Linked DNA regions of Sus scrofa: regions 2 and 3 are each linked to region 1. The links are chromatin contacts, called in public HiChIP or PLAC-seq and promoter capture Hi-C maps. All regions are on one chromosome and are shown on one strand. The core of a region is the stretch at or near the end of the contact, and the rest is flanking DNA. Distances in the headings are between cores, read along the strand shown. Region 1 holds the start of BSDC1 (BSD domain-containing protein 1). Region 2 holds the start of LOC106510645 (myotubularin-related protein 9). Region 3 holds the start of ZBTB8A (zinc finger and BTB domain-containing protein 8A).

What was found. Promoter capture Hi-C pulls out the DNA fragments that hold promoters and counts their contacts. HiChIP or PLAC-seq counts read pairs in DNA pulled down with a chosen protein or histone mark.
Region 2: a contact with region 1 is called in an H3K27ac HiChIP or PLAC-seq map of alveolar macrophages. The contact joins the promoter of LOC106510645 here to the promoter of BSDC1 in region 1. A contact is called at or near these places in 1 of 5 promoter capture datasets (liver), 2 of 47 Hi-C or Micro-C datasets (embryonic fibroblasts and skeletal muscle) and 2 of 2 datasets of contacts at active chromatin or transcription factors (alveolar macrophages and skeletal muscle).
Region 3: a promoter capture Hi-C map of liver shows a contact between it and region 1, with 2.1 times the contacts expected there. The contact joins the promoter of ZBTB8A here to the promoter of BSDC1 in region 1. A contact is called at or near these places in 1 of 5 promoter capture datasets (liver) and 2 of 47 Hi-C or Micro-C datasets (embryonic fibroblasts and epiblast stem cells).

The regions. Positions count from the first base shown.
Region 1 is chr6:88,837,575-88,840,673 of Sscrofa11.1, forward strand. It overlaps BSDC1 (BSD domain-containing protein 1), which reads right to left and starts at 1,634. Exons shown (of 12, transcript XM_005665183.3): 1 at 1,277-1,634; 2 at 910-970.
Region 2 is chr6:88,711,380-88,714,478 of Sscrofa11.1, forward strand. It overlaps LOC106510645 (myotubularin-related protein 9), which reads right to left and starts at 1,469. Exons shown (of 11, transcript XM_021095804.1): 1 at 1,281-1,469; 2 at 810-1,129; 3 at 521-629; 4 at 178-303; 5 at 1-62. The coding sequence starts at 994.
Region 3 is chr6:88,920,679-88,923,777 of Sscrofa11.1, forward strand. It overlaps ZBTB8A (zinc finger and BTB domain-containing protein 8A), which reads left to right and starts at 1,568. Exons shown (of 5, transcript XM_003356289.4): 1 at 1,568-2,527.

The sequences.
Region 1 (3,099 bases), core at 384-2,883:
ATTCAAATAAGAAAACAAAGATGGAAGGCTAGTTAACTACTAATTTTTGTGAGTCATGATAAGACCAACCTTGAGAGTCACACACAAGAGGCCCTCATACCACATTCGCTAAATGAATGTCAGACTCCTTCCAGCAGATTGCTCAACAAGAAGCAAGCTACTTTGGGGTCTCTTCCATTACGCCTCAGATTGAAATTCTCTGAGTCTTCATCAACAACATAAACACCTCAGGCATTCTTAGATTTGCTGGGCTGTAGGAGGGAAGCCTCCTGGAGTCAGCCTTGAAGCAGGACTCACCCCAGTTGCTTGAGGTAAATAGTAATTAACTTTTTCCAGAATTCAGTTGGGTTGGTTTTGACAAACTAGCATGGAATGAAACAGGAATGCACAGGGCACTGTCCACTGGCAAAGCCAAGTCTCACTCATCCCACAGGGATTGCTGTCTCCCCACTGGACTGAGTTTTGGGAGACCCAGGACTGCATCTGTTTGGCTAACATCGGTATCCTCAGGACCTGTCAGAGAGTGCTGGCTGTGGCATAGACTCTTAATATTTGAATGAATATAAGAGTAAGCTTCTATTTCTAGAATCCTTTTTCTTCAAGGTCTAGATCAAATGTTCTCTCTTCTACGAAGCTGTGTACTTTCCAAGCAAAAATAAATAGTTCCTTCCCATGGGTTTCCACGACACGGTCGCTCCAGCCTCTAAGACTGTCTTTATTTCACGGTAGTTAGACACTGGTCTGAGTCGGGCTGTGTTCTCCCTTAGACCAACAGGAGCTAAAAGTAGGGCCTCAGTCGGTTTCATCCCAGAGGCTTGGCGGCCACACAGGTCAGGCGGGGTGGCTCGGACCAGGTTGCAGTGAGGCGGCGCGGGGCCCTACCCTAGAAAGGGCGCTGGCCCGGCTTACCTTCTCCTTGACTGCCTGGTAGCTCTGCTGCAGCCAGCTCCGCCACCATCCCACGTCCTCCCTGTGGAAGACAGACACATCTGGCGGCCCCGCGGTGCGACTTTCGCCCGCGCAAAAATCGGGTCTCAGCTTCCCCCTCAGATGTGGCCCGCGGACCGAGGCTTCGAAAGCCGCTTCCCCACCCCCTCACTCTGCGACTCCCCGCCTTTTCAGCTCCGTCCACGCCCACGCTGGCCTCCAGCTCCCCGCGGGGACCCTGGCCCAGCACCCCAACCCTGGGAGAATTCAGGGCCCAACGCCCGAGAACTAGATGACGGGCTCACCCTTCCGCCATCTTGCCCGCATGACATCATCACTATTTACTGACCTTTGACTTCCGACACGGCACCGCCCCCTCAAGCACCGCCCCGGAGAGCGGGGCCCAATCCTCAGGCCGACACCGCCCTCAGCCCAATCTCCGCCCCGCTCCTTCACTAGGCTCCGCCTCTTTAAGCTGCCTCTAGTCTCCGTCCAGAGTTCGGACTTAAACTCCGCTCGGTCCAATCCTCACCCATTTTCGTCTTCAGGCCCCTCCCCCTCACTGTTAGCCCCACCCCACCAACCTAGAACCTTTATCGATATCAGCGGACATGCGATACGGTGGCCGCTTTGGACCAAGATCAGCCCTCTGGCTGTGGGCTTAGAGAGCTGGGAGTAGAGGAATAAAGGGAGCGAGCCTGGCCGCTGCTCGAATGTCCGTAGGCCCTAAGCTCAAGGCTAGGACCGCCCCCCTTTATGAAACCAGCAGCGTAGCAGCTGCCTGGGGCTCTTTGGGCTAATTCAGCAACCGCAGTTTGCGGAGCTCTGGGCCAGGGCTTGGAGGTGTTTGGAGGAAAATTCAGAAGTGACTTCGATGCAGCCTCGGGAGACGGTCTCAGGATATTGGGGAGACACACATTTAGTTACCTCAGTTCTTGGCGACTTAACTCAGAATAGCGTGAGCTGGATGGGATCTGGAGAAATCCGGAGACAGTCTGGAGGAAGGGGATTGAGTGTGTAGTGGGGTGTGTGTGTGTGTGTGTGTGTGAGCTGGAGACACTTTCCAGAGCAGGCTTCCACTGCCCATGCTGCCTCATTTGCTTGCCTGCACCTGCATCCTCATACTTTGTACTGGATCCCATTACCTCTTGTCTGAAGGCGTAGCTTTAGTAATTATTTTCCCCCATTGCGTTCTCTTTCCCCTCTTTACCGGATTATTTGTGTCATCATGTATACTTTTATTATCCCCATCGTAAGCAAACAAAAACTTGACCCTCATCATTTCCCTGTTCCCCTTTGCAACAAACTCCTCCATTCTCTCTTTTTTCTTTTTTCACTCGTACTTGCCGCATATGGATGTTCTTGGGCCAGGGATCAAATCCAAGCCACTGCTGCGACCTATGCCACAGCTGCGGCAGTGTGGATCCTTAACCCAGTGCACCCGGCATTGAACCTGAATCTCCAAAGCCACCGCAGCTGCTGCCGTCAGGACCTTAACCCACTGAGCCACAGTGGGAACGCCTCCATTCTCTCTTGAGCTCACTTCAGTGAGGTTTCTACCTCTCCACTGTACTTTAAATCACTTTTGCTAGGGTGCCAAGGGCAATGACCAATTTTCAGCTCTTTATAGTATCTTATTTAATGCAACTGATCTCTTTCCTTTTATGTTCATTTTCTTCACGTGGCTTCCAGGACATCATGACCTCCTGACTTTCCTTCTACCTCACAGGCATCTCCTCAAGGTTCTTCGCTGTTTTCTTTTCTTTCCTTTTTTTTTTTTTTTTTTTTTTTTTTTTGGTCTTTTTGCCTTTTCTATGGCTGCACCCGCGACATATGGAGGTTCCCAGGCTAGAGTCGAATCAGAGCTGTAGCCACCGCCCTACGCCAGAGCCACAGCAATGCAGGATCCGAGCTGCGTCTGTGACCCACCACAGCTCACCGGCAACGCCAGATCCTTAACGCACTGAGTGGCCAGGGATCATACCCGAAACCTCCCGGTTCCTAGTTGGATTTGTTAACCACTGAGCCACAATGGGAACTCCTCCTTTCCTTCTTTAAGACTCACACCCACAGCATATGGAAGTTTCCAGGCTAGGGGTTGAATTGGAACTACAGTGCTGGCCACAGCAACACCAGATCTGAGCCACTTCTGCAACCTACACCACAGCTCAT
Region 2 (3,099 bases), core at 219-2,718, 130 kb before region 1:
CGGGGGTAACTGGGGCACAAACTGAAGTCCTCGTTCGCCTCGCTCAGCCGCCAAGCGTTGGTCTGTGGCACAAGAAGGAGCAAAGATCAGGTCTAGGGCTCCCAGTGAGTGCCCCGTCCCTGCTCCCCTTCCAGGGCCGGCTCTTCCACATTCCCAGGCCCCCACGACCGCGCCCACCTCGCGAGCTACTCTCTTGTAGTAGCTTTCGGGCGGGTGGAAGTGCCAGGCATCGCCCAATCTCAAGCTCTTGGGACGGTAGAAGAATGGAAAGGAGGTGATGACTGATTCCAGGGAGGACAGCGCCTGGGAAGGAAGTCAAGGCATCTGGGAAAGGTTGGAATCCAGCCCTCCGCACCGCAGCTCTCGCCTCTCCATCTACTCCAGAACCCTCTGCATCTCTTTGCCATTAGCTTTGCTCCAGAATAACACTGGATGCTGGGTCCCCTTGAGCGATAACCCCCGCTGACCCCCTCGTTAAGGGATAGGTAGCTTAAGGGCCTCTGGTGCACCCTTGGCGGACCTCGATGGAGCGGGCGATGTCCAGCGTCGCCTCCACGCCCTCTATTTCTAGCTGCAACACTCGCAGGTCCTTACAGCGCAGCGTGATGGTGCCGGAGTCACCCTCGACCCTAGAGATGTACGGGTTTAGGCTTAATGTCCCCCGCCCCCGACCAGGGGAGGAGAAGGGAGTTTCGTAGGGTCGCACGTTATGCAGGGGCGCACCAGCTCCAACAGCGCTTGCCCTTCCCCCTCTCCCTGCGGAGCCGCGCGCTCCCCAACTACCCGGACGTCGCCGCCACGTCTCTCACCGCTTCTCGATGGAGTCGACACTACGCAACAGCAGCAGCCACAGATCTGGAGTCGCCTGGGCCCCTGGCGACAGCAGCAGGTGGTGGCCGGTGACGCAGAGCGTGCCGCGCAGCGGGGGCGTCTCCGAGCCCCGCAGGAGCTCGGCTTGGGCTTGGCCCGTACGTATCAGCTCCGAGAACTCCATTCCTCCAGCGGAGGGCCTGGGGCCCGACAGGAGGACAGACTCTAGGAGCGTCAGGCGGGTGAGCGCGGACTCCGAAAGGGACAGGAACTGGCTGGGCAGCTGGCGACGCCGGCAGGACAGCTGTTAAGGAGGCCCCTTGGAGGAAAAGATCACACAGCGTCACAGGACCCCCCCCCCCCATTGCCAACACTTCTTAGTGAGACCCTGGGGCTAGTAGAAACTGTTAAGGAAACCTCAATTTCATCATCTGTGAAATGGGGAGAATAACCTTGGTAAAGCCCTTTACCTCCTGCCTGAGTTGCCGGAGGACCTCATTTTTGTGTGTTGCTGTTGTTTTTAATTCTGGGGAGCTGGCACTCCCACTGATTTCAAAAAATAAAGGAAAAGACCGTCTTTCTCCTGTACCCTGGTGGAAGGGGTAGAAAGGGTAGATGTGAAACGGGGAACTGTCTGCATCCTCCCCTACGGCGGAGGCAGGGTGGGGGGAAAATCCCCTGGTCCACCTTAAACACAAGCAGCTGTGTCGCTGGCGCCCCTCCCCCACCACAGCTGGAAGTCCCTGCCTGAGGGCGCCCTCTATGGGGGCCACTTCTGGTACAGAAGCCCCATCCCGCGTCTCTCCATCCTTCCACCAAACATGAATGGACTCTGCACCGAGCTGGGCCTTACATTGGGTGTTGAGACGCAAGGATGGCCGAGGGAAGTTCCGTTCACAGAGTTTTCAGCCTGGGAAAAGACGCACTTAAGCTGGAAGACCCATCCATCCAAGTGTTCTTATATTTCTTTAACACTGATGCCTACACCGTGTTAAAGGCTGATTACCAAGAAGAAATGTCTCCCTGCCTTTAACGAGCCTTCTGGTCTACCAGGTTTCAGGCTTTTGTGTGTGTGCAAGACCCTTCTTTCAAATAATGAAGTCATCGGTGGACCCTCCCCCCCATCATATAAACATAAAGTTGGAACCACTCTGTGAAAGGAATCAGACATAAAAGAGTACGAATTGTAAAATTCCAGACCAGCTGAAATCAGCTGGGATGGGAATTCCTCAGAAATGCAAATTATCAGGCCCTACCTGACATACACTGAATCTGAAGCTCTGGGAATGGGGCCCAGCAATCTGCTTAAACAAGCTTTCCAGGCAATTCTGATCCATGCTGAAGTTGAGAACACTGGAAAGTATACAAAAAGGCAAAGCGAATCTATGCTGTCAGAAATTAGGGTAGTATCACTGAAACCAAGTCCCCCTAAAACTAAGTTCTCTCTCTCTCTCTTTTTTTTTTTTGCATTTCTTTTTTTTTTTTTTTAAGATTTTTATTTTTTCGGAGTTCCCGTTGTGGCTCAGTGGTTAACAACGACTAGGAACCATGAGGTTGTGGGTTCGATCCCTGGCCGCGCTCAGTGGGTTAAGGATCCAGTATTGCCATGAGCTGTGGTGTAGATCACAGACCCGGCTTGGATCTGGCGTTGCTGTGGCTGTGGCTACAGCTCCGATTAGACCCCTAGCCTGGGACCTCCATATGCCGCGGGTGCGGCCCTAAAAAAGACAAAAAAACAAACAAAATAAAATAAAAATTAAAAAAAAATAAAAGCAAGTTCTCTTACTGAGTTTATGATTCTCTCTATCCAAACTTTAATCCCCTTTTTGTCCCCTTTGACCATAATCTTGTGCTAACTGAATAATCAACCAGAGTGAGGTGACTAAAATTGCTGTTGTCAGTAACATCACTAATGTACTAAAATTGCTATTCTAGATATCGTCATTAACAGACAAACTCCAGTTGTTTCTCCAGGGCAAGATGAGGTAACAGCTCATCAGCCCGAAGCCATGGACTCCCTAGCCAGATAATCTTAAACCAGAGACATCCTGACGCCTGAAACTACAATTAAGAAACGTCACATGAGTTCCTGTCGTGGCGCAGTGGTTAACGAATCCGACTAGGAACCATGAGGTTGCGGGTTCGATCCCTGCCCTTGCTCAGTGGGTTAATGATCTGGCGTTGCCGTGAGCTGTGGTGCAGGTTGCAGAAGCGGCTCAGATCCCGAGTTGCTGTGGCTCTGGCATAGGCCAGTGGCTACAGCTCCAATTTGACCCCTAGCCTGGGAAA
Region 3 (3,099 bases), core at 318-2,817, 83 kb after region 1:
TTCTTTCAAGCGTAATAATGTTCTCTGAAGTCAATGATTTCCAAGTTGTTAAATCCAATAGACATTTTCTTTCTTTCTTTTTTTTTTCTTTTTGCCATTTCTTGGGCCGCTCCCTCGGCATATGGAAGTTCCCAGGCTAGGGGTCCAATAGGAGCTGTAGCCGCTGGCCTACGCCAGAGCCACAACAACACAGGATCCGAGCCGCGTCTGCAACCTATACCACAGCTCATGGCAACACTGGATCCTTAACCCACTGAGCGAGGCCAGGGATCGAACCTGCATCCTCATGGATACTAGTTGGGTTTGTTTCTGCTGAGCCACAATGGAAACTCCCCCCCTCCTAGTTTCCATAACACCGCACTATCCCACATCTCTTCCTTCTATCCCAGTCACTTCTTAGATTCTTGCAATTTTACTTTCCTCTAGGAAGCCACTAGATGATGAAGCTGGTGATGCTTGTTCTATGCTTTATTCTTTTCTTATTTTATATTCTCTTTCTCTATCTATATCCATGGTTTTAATTCCTAGCTACATTGATGACAACACTTTACCTCAAATAATTTTATCTATTATGTTCCAGGCCATATGTCCAAATGCCTTTTAACATTTTGTACTATCTAGGGTTCTTAGTGACACAGACTCATTTGCCTTGGCTGATTTAAACAGAAATGAATGTATTAAAAGTTTACAGAATTATGGGAAGAGCAAAGCATAGGGTTTGGTGCCTATGCTAACCAGGTAGAAACAACAGCAAGTCATACCATAGAACTGGCCTGGTAAGGATACCAACACTGCTCTCAGCAGAGACCTGGCAGCTGGCACCACAGATAACCCTAGTGCTGGACAGCGGATACTGCCACTAACAGCACTGCCTCTATGGCACCTGGAGACACTATCTTGCTGCAACAGTCACCACTGCCAGAAAAGATTCTTAGAGGTTCCTGCTTCTTGGTGGTATAGCTCCCTCATCAAAGTCCCCAGTAAGTGCCTCTGATTATTAAAGTGTAGCCCATGACCATTGCCTTAGCCACAAGGGATTCTGGGAAAGCAAGTCACTGGCATTTCCAGATTCTGCTGCAGAAGGCAGATTCTATCTCCCACCAATTATTCATAACATAAGAAGTTCGCCAAACATATAAATTGAGTTTCAGAAGCTAGGAGGGGGAAGTTGAGGGAAAAAACTTCCATTACTTTTTCCTTGCAACAAAGGATGTGCTCTCTTGAGGAACAAGTTTGTAGAACTTTTTTGCATGTTTTAATTAATTAAGGCTAAAATAAAACCCTTTGTGATAACAATGCCCAGGTCTTTGGGGGAGAATTCTCAATGGGGATGCTAGCAGAATAGTTTGGGTACATCCAAATCTCCTGATACCTAGCAGGTTTTCAAACATGTTTTCAATTACCTGTTCAGAATGTGAGAAGGTGCAACTAAATAGCAAAATAACTCAAGTAATACAGAAGTGACATTAAGAGATAGTTGTGAATATTTTGTATCCTTCTAGTAGAGACTATGATCCTCAAATCACATAGCTAACTATTGATGAAACCACAGTAATAAATTCTGTTCAGTATGACTGAGTGTGACAAAAGAGAGAAATCCAACAAAAACTAAATGTTTTAAAATTTTGAGTCTTTTTTTCGGTTTTGCTATATCACAGTATTATTCAATGCCTGACCCCAGCAGAAGGAACTGGAAAACGTAGTTTGTAGAATTAATGTTTGCCTGCTAACTATGAATATTCAGTGATTTATGATGTTAGCAGATATAGAACCTGACGTGTGTACTCTAAACATTAGGGATGTATCATCAATGTTAGTATTTGACAACACAAAACCTCCTATTCTTACTAGTTTTATATTTTCTCTGAACTTGACCAAGGATTATTTTTTCTTATCTCAGCTTCTTGGGTTATCCTCTTCAAAGAAAATTCTTGTGACTTGCAGAGGTTTAGAAAAGATTACCCTTGACTAAAACGAGTTCTTCAAAAAGGGAAAAATTCTGTGCAGATCTCTTCCATTTGACGTTGCTAAACTTAAGTACAATAATGTCACATGCACTTATACAGTAATTGTGGGCACGCCTAAGTCCCTCCCTCTTTCCTAAACCAAATTCCCCAGATCCTAGAAATCCAGCCCTTCTGCCCTCCCGGAGGCGCCTTTCCCAACGTAAAGTACAATTTAAAATTTAAGCTCCTTACTAAATAATGATTCTGTAGTCAAGTGCTAGGGGATCTGGGCACTCCATTGCCTCCGGAGGGTGCAGCAGGGTGTAGGCAAGGGCAGGGGGAGTGGGCGAAGCTGCTGGTTGGTGCCTGAAATCTGTGCGTTGCCCCTTTAATTGTGTCCCCAGCCCTCGGGCGTTTCTGTCCAACGCCCACGTCAGCAAATACCTTTTGTTTCTCTCACGTTGGGGCTACTTGTTTTAGGGCGCAAAGGAACGGCTTCAAAAGGGGGTATTTCCCCTGCCGGGAACCGGGAATCTTCCCCCAGCCCGCGCGCGCGCCCCGCCGGTGCGCCGCGGCCCGCGGTAAGTGGCTGCGCGCGACGCGGGCGAAGGGCGGGCGGGGCGTCGGGGCTGCCCGGGACGGGCCCACGAGCCTAGCTGCGGGCGAAGGCGCCGCGGGCTCTGGTCCCCGGGCGGCAGCGGCGGCGGCGACAGCGGGATGCGGCCCCGGCGCGGCGCCCCCAGACGTTCCCGGTCCAGAGAGCGGCGGGAGGCGCAGAGGCGAGCGGGCGCCATTTGCAGCCCCGGGCACAGCGGCGGTGGCGCGCCGGCTCCGAGGGGCTGGAGACGGTCACAAAGGAGGCGCGGGCAGCCGGCGCCCAGGACCCGGCCTCCGGGCGGCGGCCAGCGGGGGAGAGGCGGGCGGCGGCGGGGCGCACCGGTCCCCGGACTGCGCGGCCGCCTCTCCGGCGCCCATCCAACCGCCCGGCCCGGCCCGCCTGCGCGCCCGGGAGGGGTTGCGGGACAATGGCAGCGCCGTCGCCGCCCGCGCCCGCCCAGCGCCGCGCCCGCCTGGCCGCCCGGCCTGGCCCGGCCGCGGCGCGGGGAAAGGCGGGAAGGCGCGCGGAGCCTCCTGGCGGCGGCGGCGGGAAGGC